Regions from separate parts of the Mus musculus genome. Here region 2 is linked to region 1. Evidence: chromatin contacts called from public HiCAR-type data. All regions are on one chromosome and are shown on one strand. Each heading gives the region's core, a stretch centred on a gene start, on an enhancer-like site or on the middle of the called end of the contact. The rest is flanking DNA. Distances are from core to core; before and after follow the strand shown. Region 1 overlaps Akap9 (A kinase (PRKA) anchor protein (yotiao) 9). Region 2 overlaps Cdk14 (cyclin-dependent kinase 14).

Region 1 (6,653 bases), core at 1,242-3,741:
CATGGTGAGGTATCGCCTACACAGACAGATGTAAAAAATGTAATTTTTATTTTTAAGATTTTGTAAAAATCTTACCTTCTTCTCAGAACTATATACATATTGTCATATGTTATTGTAGAGGTAGATTTCATTCATCATAGGAAAAGTTCTCTGCCTTCATTCACTCACTACTGGCCCAAAGGCTATCATTTTAGTTTAAGCTACTGGGCTAGCCATCCGCTTTGATGGATTTGTTTTTATTTGCTGGCTTGTTTTTAGTTATTCTGTATGTATGATGTTTTCTGTCCATGTGTGTCTGTGTACCACATGCATGGCTGATGCCTACAAAGGCCAGAAAAGGACTGGAGTCCTATAGATGATTGTGAGCTACCATGTGGTTGCTGGGCCCCAGATCCTCTAGAGTGCTTCTAACCTAACCATCTCGTCAGTCCCTGGTCATTTTTAAGGACTCTTTTTAATACCACATACTGCCGACTGCAGTTGTTTAGAGGTAGTTTAGCTTTTCATTCAAGCAACCTTAAGAGTGCTCATGAAATACATCAGCATTCTCTCTCGCTTCCCTTGCTATAGGGCAGTCAAGGTAACCTCTAAATATAGTCAGCCTCTTGGAGCTATAGTTAAGCTGAGGGCTGAAGATGGCTTTGGGTGAGAAACAACAAACTGTTGTCTAGAGACCTACTTGTGGTTCCCAACACTGCGTCTCAGGCAGCTCATAACTGCCTGTACCTCCATCTCTACAGGATCCAGTGAATTAGGGCATTCTGTGCTGCACTCACACAAACATGTGTACGTACACACACACACACACACACCATACATTATTACTTAAAAAATAAGTTTTACCTTCAGGTTTCATTTACCTTCAGGTTTCATTTGTGTATGTGTGTGCACAACCATGCTGTAGCAATGAGAAAATTTGCATATTGGTTTTCCTTCCACTATGTGGGTTCCAGGAATCAAACTCAGAGATTGTTGGGCTTGGCAGCACCTTGACCACTGAAAAATGTCACGGGCCCCCAACATTTTGAGATGGTGTTAAACAGATCCATCTGCCCATGTCAGCTGGATGCCATTATATAGGCAAAGTCTAATTGCTTTGTTTTCTATTTTACAGGGTCCACTACTCAATTTCACTTTGGCATGAGGAGATAATCCGTTGAAACATTAATTGAATATTAAATAGATTCCCTTTTGTAAATCAATGGCTCTTTTGTGCTTTTGTATTGTGAATATTCGATGGGACCAATACATGCACAGCTTATGATTGTATACAAATCCTTAGCAGCAGCACATGAAGACAAACTGGAGTTTGTGTATATAAGCAATGTGTGTGTGTTCATGCACAGTAATCATTAAATTACATGTATATTTGTGGAATGCTAATTTAAGTGATTAAATTATAAACTTTGTGTATTTATCAGGTGGGTGAAAAGATTAAACTTTTTCAAATGACAGTGCTGCTGGACGAGTACCTTGCGGTGCCCTGCGCTTTTCTTACAAAGCTACTGAAGTTACATGTTTCTGCTTAATATATTTGCTACTGGTGATGAAGACAACATATCACTTGTAGAGACCTATTTTTGTATAATGGTCAAAGTTTTGAACTTTATGGGTATTTTGTCAAGTACTGAAATAAAAAGACCTCACCATTTTCACCTTACTGTAGTTGAACCTTCTTGATTTTTCACTAAGCCACAACTCGTGGTCCCTATCATCTTGTTACTTGTCTCAGCTCAGGATCCAAAGTGTGGTTTTGCTCTGCCTTCATTAAAGAACATTCTTAATGTGCCTGTTTTCAACACTAAGGTGGCACTGGTGTTTATGATTAGTCCATGTTTTATTACATTTCGTGTTCTTATGTCCAAAGAGACTTACAAATCTAGACGCAGAAATCAGCTCTCAATATTAAATTGTATCCATAAGAGTGTAGCAAAAATCAGGAAGCGTCCTGCTAAGCCAGCCAAATTCTAATTGGAAAAGTCTCAGAGAGAATACTGTTCTCCAGAGGGCTCCCTACTAGCACTGCACTGACTAAAATAGCTGTGGTATTGGTTTACATCTGGAAAAGAGTGTTTCACTATTAATGGTCTCTGCACTACATGAAGACAATCACAAAGCTGTGCATTGCTGGGAATTTCTAATTTTATTTCCCAAATTTCAACTAGGCTTTCTAAAAATATCAAAACTATTCTAAAGCAACTAGTTGAGCAGGAAAGTTGTGCATTAAACTCTTTAAAAAACTAATACAGTTGCCAAGTCAAGACAGTTCAGTCGGGAAAAGGCAGATGGACAGGTGCTTGCCAGCCAATCTACCCTACTGCTAGTCTACCCTACTAACACCCTATGGCCCTCAGCCTCTGCTGTGTTGTTCACAATAACTTAATAGCTCGTCTGTGGTCAGTATCTCAATCTGGAATTCTAGTGCTTGAGCCCTTTTAAATCTCAGCACTGAAAATATGTCAAAGTCTAAAACTAGACAGTAAACAGGACAGCCTTACTCAAGTCACAACTCTGCCAGGAATCTACCAATCTGATCAAAGTCTAGAACCCCTCTAGGAATAATAAAGACAAAACATCTACATTGGCAAAGAAAATCTGTTACTTAGAAACAATCATCAAACTTTAATCAAGGTTTTAACCTAACACGTCTATGACTTAAAAGTCTTAACAACCACACAGTAAAAGGAGGGACTTGATCAAAGTCTAGAACCCCTCTAGGAATAATAAACACAAAACATCTACACTGGCAAAGAAAATCTGTTACTTAGAAACAAACAGTCTTCAAACTTTAATCAAGGTTTTAACCTAACACGTCAAATGTAACATCTATGACCTAAAAGTCTAACAACCACTCAGTAAGAGACAAGCACACTTTTGAGAGGTGAGCAACTTTTGTAACTTGTTATGAAAATACCTGATTTCTCATGGGGCATTGATAACAAGAGTGACTTACCTAAATAACCAAAGATAATACTAAAAGGAACCTATTTCAGGCAAATAGGATGTAAGCTTCCATATGCCCAGATTTCATGAACTGTACTTACTGAAGCACAAGTTCAAATTCATGAATACAAACCAGTAAAACTTTCTCAGAGAATTTTAATGTGGAGCCTTTAACAGCAGAGATTTAGGCCTTCACTGGGAGTCTTCAAAAGCCTCTTAAAACTGTAACGGAGTTTCAGTTCCTCTTGCTACAAGGAAACACCATGACCAAAAAGCAAATCCCGAGGGTGAAGGTGGGTTATTTGGCTTACACTTCCATATCACTGTTTATCATCAAGTGAGGACAGGAACTCAAGCAGGTCAGGAACCTGGAGGCAGGAGCTGATGCAGAGGCCATAAATGAGTGCTGCTTACTGTTTTGCTCCTCATGTCACGGTCAGCCTTTCATAGGATCACTAGCGTAGGGATGGAACCACCACAGTGGGCTGGAGCCTCTCCCATTGATCACTTATTAAGAAAATGCCTTACAGCTGGATCTCATGGAGGCATTTCCTCAACTGAGGCTTCCTTTTCTCTCTGATGACCCTAGCTTGTGTCAAGTGCCTAAGACCAGCCAGTACACATACTTTTAGAGAAAAGAGGTTTTATTTTGGGGAGTGTGTTAGTCTTGCTCCGTAGCCTAGGTTGGCCTCAAATTCTCAATCCTGCCGCAGGTCCTGAATAACAGCATTACAGGTGTGCAGCACCACTCCAGCAACAGAGCTATTCTTACTCCTAACACAGATTAAGGGCATGTCACAGAGTTGGGTCCGTGGTTACAATCTGTTAGGTTGTCTCCTGAGCACAGAATACGGGCAATGATACCATCTCCCATTCCCCAGTCTCAAGGCCAGAACTCACTAATCTCAAAATCAGACACTTTTAAAAGCCTGGTAAATTTAAACTTCCCAACAACAACAAAAAACCTTAAGCCAAATTAAAATAAAAAAGTCTTACAAGGATTTGATTTTGGATTTTTCACAAAACTGTGACCATTTGGGACCAGTAACATACATAAGCACTCTTTAGATTTTATTACTTTTAGGAATTAAGGTTATCAAGGCAAGGTTCAAGATCGCTGCCATCTTCCAGGAGCGGTGCTCCAGTTAACATTTCAAAGGACACACCACACCATCTAAGTAGCGTTTACTTCCACCTCAAGCTTCGCAGTAAACTTAACCTTTATCCTTTCATATCTTTACGCACAGAAGTGGCCCAACTACACGACCCCATTACCTTTGTAGCATTTGACAAGGCTTTGAAACTTCAAACACCAGTTCCAAATCTCCCTGTGGCAATGTGTGGAGTTAATTACCTGGATGCTGCATTCTATATCTTCTTAATTCCAAGACACACCCCCCCAAATGATTTCTAACATAAACTTGGCTTCCCTGAAATCCTATCAAAACTACTATAAACTGTTTCAAATGCCATTCGGTCTGACAAAAATCACCGAGTTAATAAAACATTAAAATCATAAACTGGCTCTCAGAACCACACTCTTCAACCCAGTACAGCACGAGAGCTTCTCAGAGGCTTCATTCTTTGCCAGCTGCGGCTTGCGGTCCTCTCTCCACACTGGCTTCTTGTTCCTCTTCTCATTTTGATCGTCGTTTGTAACGGATTACTGGGTTTTCTGGGGTGTGGATCATTGTTGTATAATTCACAGTGGGAAAATATCCATTGATGAGGTCAAATTCATATAAACGAAGCATAGTCGACCAAATTGTCTTAATTTGAACATAGGCAAAATTTTCTCCAACACAACGATGACGCCCTGTTTTAAAATAAATTTTCATCAGAATAAGTTTTAAAATCTTCATTCCTTCTTTCAGCCTGGAACAGTACTCATCTTAAATGAAGGAAATCTGTAACAGTATAAAAGGTGACGCCTGCACATAAGGTGAGAATCTAAATTATTTAAAAGTCCAGGTATGTCCAGTGTTAGAGGATAACATGGGTGACTAGGATGCTATTTTTAGAAGGTTCAAATCATGACACGGGATTCTAGCTTGGGAAAGTGTGAGATATAGGTCCAAAGGTCTCTTATATCACTGTGAACCTGTCAGTCAAAATTCCAGAGGCCCATTAATCATTAATGGAAGGGAATTTAATAAACCCAAAATAATGTTTGTACTGAAATCAAAATCTACAAACACAGAAGCTGACGGATCCTCAAATGCACAGGGATGCAAGGCCAGAGCAACCTTCAGCATGGATTCTGAAGAATTTAGATTGGTTTCAAACCTGACTATGTGACTAAAGATGCAGGAACCAGTGGGCAAGGATCAACAAAGAAACCAGAGAGACAACACTGAGCCCAGAAATAATCTGATGGCGATCTGGGTAGCAAAAAACCAAATAATCCGATGGTTTACCAGGTTCTCAACAAAGGTACTTAGAGCAAGAAAGTGCTGAGATAGCTAGACACTCAAAGGTGATGGTAGGGAGATTCTGAGAACCACAAAGTTCATCTCTCTCACACACCATCCTCGAGAATTCCAAAGAAGCACAGCTAAAGTCACTGATGCTTAGTAAAGGTCAGGAAACTACATGACATGAGGCTGGGCAAGGAACATTGGGCTGACCCAGTGTGGTGGTGCATGCCTTTAATGCCAGCACTCAGGAAGCACAGGCAGGCTAATCTCCGTAAATTAGAAGCCAGCCTGGTCTGCATGTTGAGCTCCAAGCCATCTAAAGTTACACAGTGAGATCCTGTCTCAAAACAAAAACAAAGATGAAGGAAGGAATGAAGGAGAGAGAGAAAAAAAAAAAGAAAAGAAACAGAAAAAGACCAGCTACACCACTCCTGGGCATATACCCAGAAGATGCTTCAACATGTAACAAGGACACATGCTCCACTATGTTCATAGCTTCCTTATTTATAATAGCCAGAAGCTGCAAAGAACCCAGATGTCCCTCAACAGAGGAATGGATACAGAAAATGGGGTACATTTACACAATGGAGTACTACTCAGCTATTTAAAATGATGAATTCATGAAGTTCTGAGGCAAATGGATGGAACTAGAATATATCATCCTGAGTGAGGTAACCCAGTCACAAAAGAACACTCATGGTATACACTCCCTGATAAGTGGATATTAGCCTAGAAGTTCAGAATACCCAAGATAGAATTCACAGACCACATGAAATGTGGATGCTTCAGTCCTTCTTAGAATGGGGAACAAAATACCCATGGAGGAGGTACAGAGACAAAGTCTGGAGCAGAAACTGAAGGAAAGGTCATCCAGAGACTGCCCCACCTGGGGATTCATCCCATATACAATCACCAAACCCAGACACTACTGTGGATGCCAACAAGTGCTTGCTGACAGGAGCCTGATATAGCTGTCTCCTGAGAGGCTCTGCCAGTGCCTGACAAATACAGAAGTGGATGCTCACAGTCATCCATTGGACTGAGCACAGGGTCCCCAATGGATGAGCTAGAGAAAGGACCCAAGGAGCTGAAAGGGTTTGCAGCCCCATAGGAGGAACAATAATATGAACCAACCAGTACCCCCAGAGCTCCCAGGGAGTAAATCATCAACCAAAGAGTACACAAGGAGGTACTCAAGGCTTCAGCCGATGGCCTTGTGGGACATCAGTGAGAGGCGAGGCCCTTGGTTTTGTGAAGGCTGGATTCCGCAGTGTAGAGGAATGCCTGGACAGG
Region 2 (6,653 bases), core at 673-3,172, 840 kb after region 1:
ACACACACACACACATCAACATGGTTAGCTCGGTAACTGCACTCTCATTGTAAGAGGAAGACAAGCCTTGAGAAACACCCTTGGAAAGGCTCTCAGTGAGCGGGTCATCTTGTTTTTACCACAGCCAACCAGGGTGCTGTATACGCCAATGATGGCAGGCAAAGGATGACACTGCTGGTTAAAATCATCTTTCTCCACACTCTGAAGCATATTGAGGCAGCAAAGTCAGTAAATTCATAAACATTTCTTCATCAACAGAAAAGTATGCAAAGAAGTGTTAAGGAAAGGGATCAATTTATAGGAGCTTCTAAATACAGTATTTTTAAAACATCAGTGTTTCTGTGTATGCGTGATATTATAAAAAGTGGCAATTTTCAGCACTCTAAATCTTAAATGTGAATATATGTATACAGAGGGTGCGGTGAGAGGGACCTGCATTCAATTTAGGAGGTTTATTTGGAAAATAGAGCCCTCTTCTATAGCATTTCCTCTGTGGCGAGCAGGAAGCTGGCGTCTGCCATATTTTCTGAGCGTAGTGAAGGAAGATCAAGGGGATTAGAACAACAGCAGAGAGGTGAATCCTTCAGGGAGCTCAGCAAGGGGAGAGAGCTGTGAGTCTAACCCCTGCCAGTTCCCAACAGAGGACAGAGACAGAGAACACACGGAGGAGAAAGCAAGAGATACCGGCAAGAGGCAGAGCCGCTCAGGAGGGAACGGCATGGCGCCTGCAGTCGGAAGAGGTGGGAGAGGTGGGAGAGGGTTGTCTTCTCCATTCTCTTTGATACTCTTCCTCTGCAGACTTATTATACTCAAGAGCTACAGCCTTCTCAGAGTGTTTATCAGTATAGACATTTTATATATATGCACACACGCTCTACATTTATAAATATACAATATAAGTATATACTTGGTAATACTATATATGTATATATATGTATATATAGTGTATATATAGTATATTGGCTTACACACACACACACACACACACACACACACACACACGTATACCAAGGAAGATCTCCAGACATCTAGGTGTAAAATGCAATGTCTCTTAGACATTATGCCCATGCTTGTATAAGCCTGGTATACATTCGATAAGCAAATACTTCACATATGGATTTACAACTGTGTTACTGAATATGGTCGCCACTAGCTACATGTGACTCTTTACATATCAGTCAAGCAAATTCAAATTGAGTTGAAGTTGAGCTCTCCATGCAGACAATCTAGTGGCTCCCACAGTGGGTACTGCTGATGTCTGTATTAGAAATGTCAAGCCAAACTTTCAGTTATTACCAGGCTTCCTGAGCATAATCTCTTCTAAAACTCTGTGCTAAGAACAGACAGTGATTCCTCCCTCATGCATAATTTTGAGCATATCTTCTCTGAAGCAGGCAAAGTGGATTATATCTGAGCTAGCGCGGGCTGGGCTTGCTCTGCCTCACCCACGGCTCATGACTACATAGGGAATCCTTTACCGCCATGTAAACAGAATGGCTTCCTATGATGCCCTGTTTATTACTCATTGCCTCAAGGCTGTCAATATGTTACTTTCCACGGTGGCTGGACTTTACCACTGACCAAGGCTACTCACGCTGGAACACAGAGAGAAACCTAGTCTGCATGTGACTCTGCCTTCTGTGCTGCAGACATTCAGAGTGCTGCCTCCCAGAAGGGTGGGATCACAATTTTAGACAACATTCTTAGTCCATTGGTACCTTGGTCAAAGAATGCAATTGCCACTTCATGCTGGCAGAAGCAGAGCAGCCCTGCTGGAATCTGCTCAGGACACAGCTCAGGAAAGGCCTCTCCTGGCAGCCTACCTGCCCCCGGGAGCTCTGGGAGCTTCAGACACTACTGCTGGGTGCTCGTCCTTAATGAGCTGCCCAGCAGAAGGACGGCATTAACCACACCAGAAGCCAGTGTACTTTTGGATGAAGAGGCCAAAATGTAATCCAAAGGATGAAAAACAATGACTGTTGCCAACTCCCAAGCCTGGCACAAACTGCCAATTAGCAAGAGAGAAGATAGCTATTTCCTGTCCATCAGAAGAACAAAACCTGTCACCTGACATACAGCCAACGGCATGGGGCCTGCCCTCAACCACCCCCAGGAACCGTTAATGACAATGGGTTTTTGCTACCCCCCAAAAGGGGAGAAGAAATCTGGCTATGACACAAAATAAAATCAGGGTCTAAGTCCCTCAGGGCAGTGAGAGCCCGCAGAGGAGCTAAGAAGGCTGACTTGCAGGAAGTGAGTGGGTGACTGGCAGAGCCATCCCCTTGTACTTAGCTGTGAATCCAACTTTCCTCCTACAACAGGAAAGTCCCCAGTAATGCTCAAGGAAGGCGTGAGCTGGAAGACTGTGCTCAGAATCCTGAAACATCTTCTTCTTCCATCGAGGACTGTAACCAGGTTTCCACTCTGTCCTGCTCTCTGCTGCATGAAAGCCCAGGCTGAGAAGGATGTCAAATTTGAAAGAGATCTTTCTACCCAAAGATGTGATAAGAACAAATAAAACCTGGCTATTTCTAAGTATACCACAATTGGACTCCTTTCACAGGACTCACAGGGGGATATTTCCCAAGCCATAATTTTTCAATTGCATTGATCACTCGCCTCTCACCCTGTTTTCATATTGCTATTACTGATCAGTAATTGGAAAACCCTTCAGCTAGTTCTCTTTATCACAGAACTGGCCCCAACCGTATGTTTTCACACAATCCAATTCTATCTGGGTTTGGGCGTTCTAGGACACGGTCCAGGGCCCACACAGTATCTCTCACTATTTGATCATCTCCCATTTCTTCTCAGCACTCCCTGTTTGCAAACTCCTAGGGACTTCCCTGGATGTGCCTGGTGCGCAGCCACACAACGCTTTGAGGACCCAAACTAATGAGTCATTATTATGAAGACGAATGTCCCCAGGAGCTGCTTCAGTGGTGTTTGAACAAGCAGGGGAGCTCTGGGGCCTTGAAGCCATACCACTCATGTGTGTCCAAGACCAAATATGACAGCTGTTTGCTTACAGGTTGAAAATGACATTTTCGAGAGAACAGAATGTGGTGAGAAACTAGACTGGCTCTACACATCCTTCTATTGCTGCACTGAAATCTGCACAAACAGGCAGCTGGTAATTGCAGCCATCCTCAAATTGTGAGAGGATATGATTCCAAAATGTCAGCTTTAGAGCTGACCACCCCATACTCCCTTACCTCAAAGCCAATCAATGATGCAGAGAATAATTTTCTTCGAAATATTATGAAGGGAACTCTCCAGGCACTAAATAAATTAAAACAACTACTTTGAAGTAAATAGAATTATAACAAAAGTCGTCAAGACTGAACAAAATGTGCGAGTGGATGACTTTTAGATCTGGCTGACTCAGCTGCTCCCCCTAGTGTCCAGACTGTGTTCTTACCTCACTGGATTGCTCTGCTGGCCAGGAATGTCCATCTCTAACCTACTTACTTCATAGCATATTGCTTTGTTAGGTACATTCTAAGTCAACTTCGAAGGTGTCAAAGTGGGAAAGATGATCTTTCTGCTTCGCGAGAAGGTGCTGATTTAAATCTTAATGATCCAGTGAGGTACCATAGCAAGAAAAACAGTAGAGTGCCCCTAACATAAATATACAAAGGGAAAGACTGTCCCTCCAAACACTCCTTCCTATCTAATGCTTTGTGCACGTATAGCACACCTGTCTAGCAGGTCATCTTTAAAATATGTTCTGGAGGTAAAACATCAAATTGGATAAAATATTCAAGGAAAGCTCAAAAACACAACATTGGGCTATTTCTAAAATTTCCAAATTAGGGCTTATGGCTCTGTTCGGATATAGAAGCCCAGCAGGGAAGTGTTTCCTTTTCTATTTTTTCACACCCAAAGGTAGCCTCACCATGGCCTTGGTATTTACTGCACATCTACTAACACCAACTACAACATTCTCAGGAAAAATCCAGTTGTGCTTCATGAGCACATGTATCACCTGCGGGACCAGCACTTTCGGGGAAGGGTGGGGACGAGCCTGGCCTGACCCCATTCAGTGTGCGTGGGCCTCGCCTTCCCAGCCATGAGCTCTATTTTCCAGATGTGTCTTCTTTGACTTAGTGGTTTGCCCTTAGTTCTCTTTTCAAAACGTTCAAACCTCCCAACTCGTCCAGCTGTTAAGAAGTCCCAAGGCAAGCAAATGCGCTCTTGGATTCGCACCCTTCGCTTTGCTGGAGACTGGATCCTAAGCCTTCTTCTCCAGCCAAAATAATAAAAGATCTTTTAAGTGGCTGAAATTCTTGGTGAATTGCACATATTTGCCAATGTCAGACAACTATAAATAGGGAGATTTACAAGAGAAATAGCTGAGTCTTCATAATTCCAGTAAAATAAAATGGACTATTTGGAACAGTTAAAGCCTAGGACATATTTTTATGAAATTCAGATTTATCTGCATTTAGCCCCAAATCCCCTTTAAGCAGGGAAAGCTTCCTGGATCATGCACTTTCGGTATGAGGAAACAAAAGGGCTTACTTTCCTTTAATGGTAATCATTAAACATTCTTAAACTGATAGTACTTAATTTATATTAAGCTTTTTAGTTTGGATATTTACTGCATCTTTTTATATCTTCTACCACAGCTCTATTATTATAGAATATTAAAAAATATCAGAAGGTAAAATCATGCTCATGGTCACTGATATAAGTAAAATCGCTGGTGTGAGCTAGGGCAGATGTGGTTCCAAAGTGGACAGGATTATTTGATAGCTATTTAGATTGAAGGTTCGCTAGCTCAAGAAGTCCCCGAACTCCTTGGCAGGCTAACACCTCCAGTAGCTTCCACAACTTCGATAATGCTACCTTTAAATAAACTGTTACTTAATTTTGTGCTTTAACTTTTTAAATATTGTTATTTAATTTTGTACCTTAATTAATGGCAAACTACTTTTTGGACTAGCTCATCATCACATATATTCCAAATAAATTCAATTATTGGAAATTATTTTGAATTCATTACTATAATACAAGAGAATGCAGAAATTGCTTCAGTTTATGAACTTCTACAAATTAAAAAAATCTACAAGGTAAAAATAGTTATTATTAGCATATATGCATTGTACAAAGTGATTGGATTTCATATTTTTATTAAAATTCATCATTACCCTATACATCTATATTATCCTTTCCTGTTTTTCCTGTTTTACCCAGACAGTCCTTTCTTCTTCCTGAAGAATCACCCTGTGGTACTCTTGTGTGTGTCATGTCATTCACATGCTCGTGTGTGTGTGTGTGTGTGTGTGTGTGTATGTAAAATCTAGATATAACAAAAAACACGCCATAATTATCCTTCTGATTTTAACATATTTTGTTAGTTTCATGGTTTCCAGTCCACCCATTTTTCCCATCTTCCTGCAACAGGACTAACTGAGAATGCAGCCTGCAGAGGGTGTGCCTCCCAGGGATCGCATCCTTTACATAGTGAAAACAGCCAGCATAAGATCCAGCTATACTACCCTCAGGAGCACACGCAGTACAGAGACACTCGCTCAGCTAGGTTCGCATGGCACGGTTCATAACAGCCAACTTAAACTGACCTTGGTGTCCATCCACCAACATGTGGAGAGATAAAGAAAAGGTGGTATGCAAATATAATGGAGCTTTGATTAGCCATGAGAAATGTAGAGGGTAAATGAGAAAAGTATCACGAAATTTATCACCTTGTACAGTGAACATATCCTAATAATTAAAATGAGCTACATGCATTATTTTTTTTAAAAAGCTTTGTAGTAGAGAAAAGTGATCATACCAGCCACTCTTCTAAAGACACGATTAATTAAAATAAGACTGGTTAAATCCTTCAAATTACTATAGAACATAACATAGCCATCCTAAGAGTTTCTCTCTATCAGCTGTCCAGCATCTCTGCTGACAGCACTGATCAAAAGCATTCTTGTACAAAATGTTTCTTAATTTTTTATTGTCAATGCCCAAAATTAAAATGTTGCAACAATACATAGTAAGATTGTTACACCGGATTCTCTACAGAGAACATGTTTACTTAATGGAAGGAGCTGCAGTTAGGCTGCCTTCAGTGGGGTGTTTGAAATGTGATGTGATAGCTAAAGGGGTGGCTCACCCTGTCCTCCAGCGTCCGGTGTTCCGCTCACAGGTTGAACTGCCATAAAGACTCCTGGGTGACTTGCAAAACTCAAATTTTCCTATTCTGTCAAGTTTCAAACCAATAAATATATTTTACATGCTTGTTATTACCCTGTCTGTGGGCATGTGTGGACCTCTATGAGCATGTGGGGTGAGAGAACACCTCTGTGGAGCCCTCTTTCCTTCTGCCTTTATGTGGGTTCTGGGGACTAAATTAAGATTGTCAGGACATAGTAGCAACCTTTTTATTAATCATCATATAAAAAAATAAAACTATTTTTGTAAGATCAGATGAAATGAAAGAAATGGGGGGGGGAGAAGGAGTATTTAGCCTTCAAGTGATAAATGTGCTTCACTCCCCAGTAAGGTTTAGGGGGAATAAGTAGGTAAATATTGGGGGGATGGGGAACATCCATTTTTATCACTCAGTTATAGTAGTCAATGCTATTTGTTAAAAGGTAAGTTACTATGGTGTGTTCTGTAAGTGTTAGTCTGCGAATGCT

What was found. HiCAR-type assays count read pairs that join an accessible place to other places.
Region 2: a HiCAR-type map of kidney shows a contact between it and region 1, with 4 times the contacts expected there. The contact joins two enhancer-like sites. A contact is called at or near these places in 1 of 39 promoter capture datasets (liver), 1 of 15 datasets of contacts at CTCF or cohesin (the NIH/3T3 cell line), 2 of 484 Hi-C or Micro-C datasets (embryonic fibroblasts and ventricular fibroblasts) and 1 of 115 datasets of contacts at active chromatin or transcription factors (kidney).

What each region holds. Positions count from the first base shown.
Region 1 is chr5:4,078,545-4,085,197 of GRCm38.p6, forward strand. It overlaps Akap9 (A kinase (PRKA) anchor protein (yotiao) 9), which reads left to right. Exons shown (of 48, transcript NM_194462.2): 48 at 1,115-1,660. The coding sequence ends at 1,152. Cyp51 (cytochrome P450, family 51) reads right to left here. Exons shown (of 10, transcript NM_020010.2): 10 at 2,130-4,759. The coding sequence ends at 4,581. Among named protein-coding and RNA genes, the nearest start is that of Gm40260, 4.7 kb to the left of the region's middle. Within about 2 kb of position 2,492, at least 13 of the 459 cell types and tissues checked have an H3K27ac peak or open chromatin away from gene starts, as enhancers often do. A contact at or near this core is called in kidney, where this site is marked.
Region 2 is chr5:4,915,174-4,921,826 of GRCm38.p6, forward strand. All of the region lies in intron 12 of Cdk14 (cyclin-dependent kinase 14), which reads right to left. Among named protein-coding and RNA genes, the nearest start is that of Fzd1, 160 kb to the left of the region's middle. Within about 2 kb of position 1,923, at least 31 of the 459 cell types and tissues checked have an H3K27ac peak or open chromatin away from gene starts, as enhancers often do. A contact at or near this core is called in kidney, where this site is marked.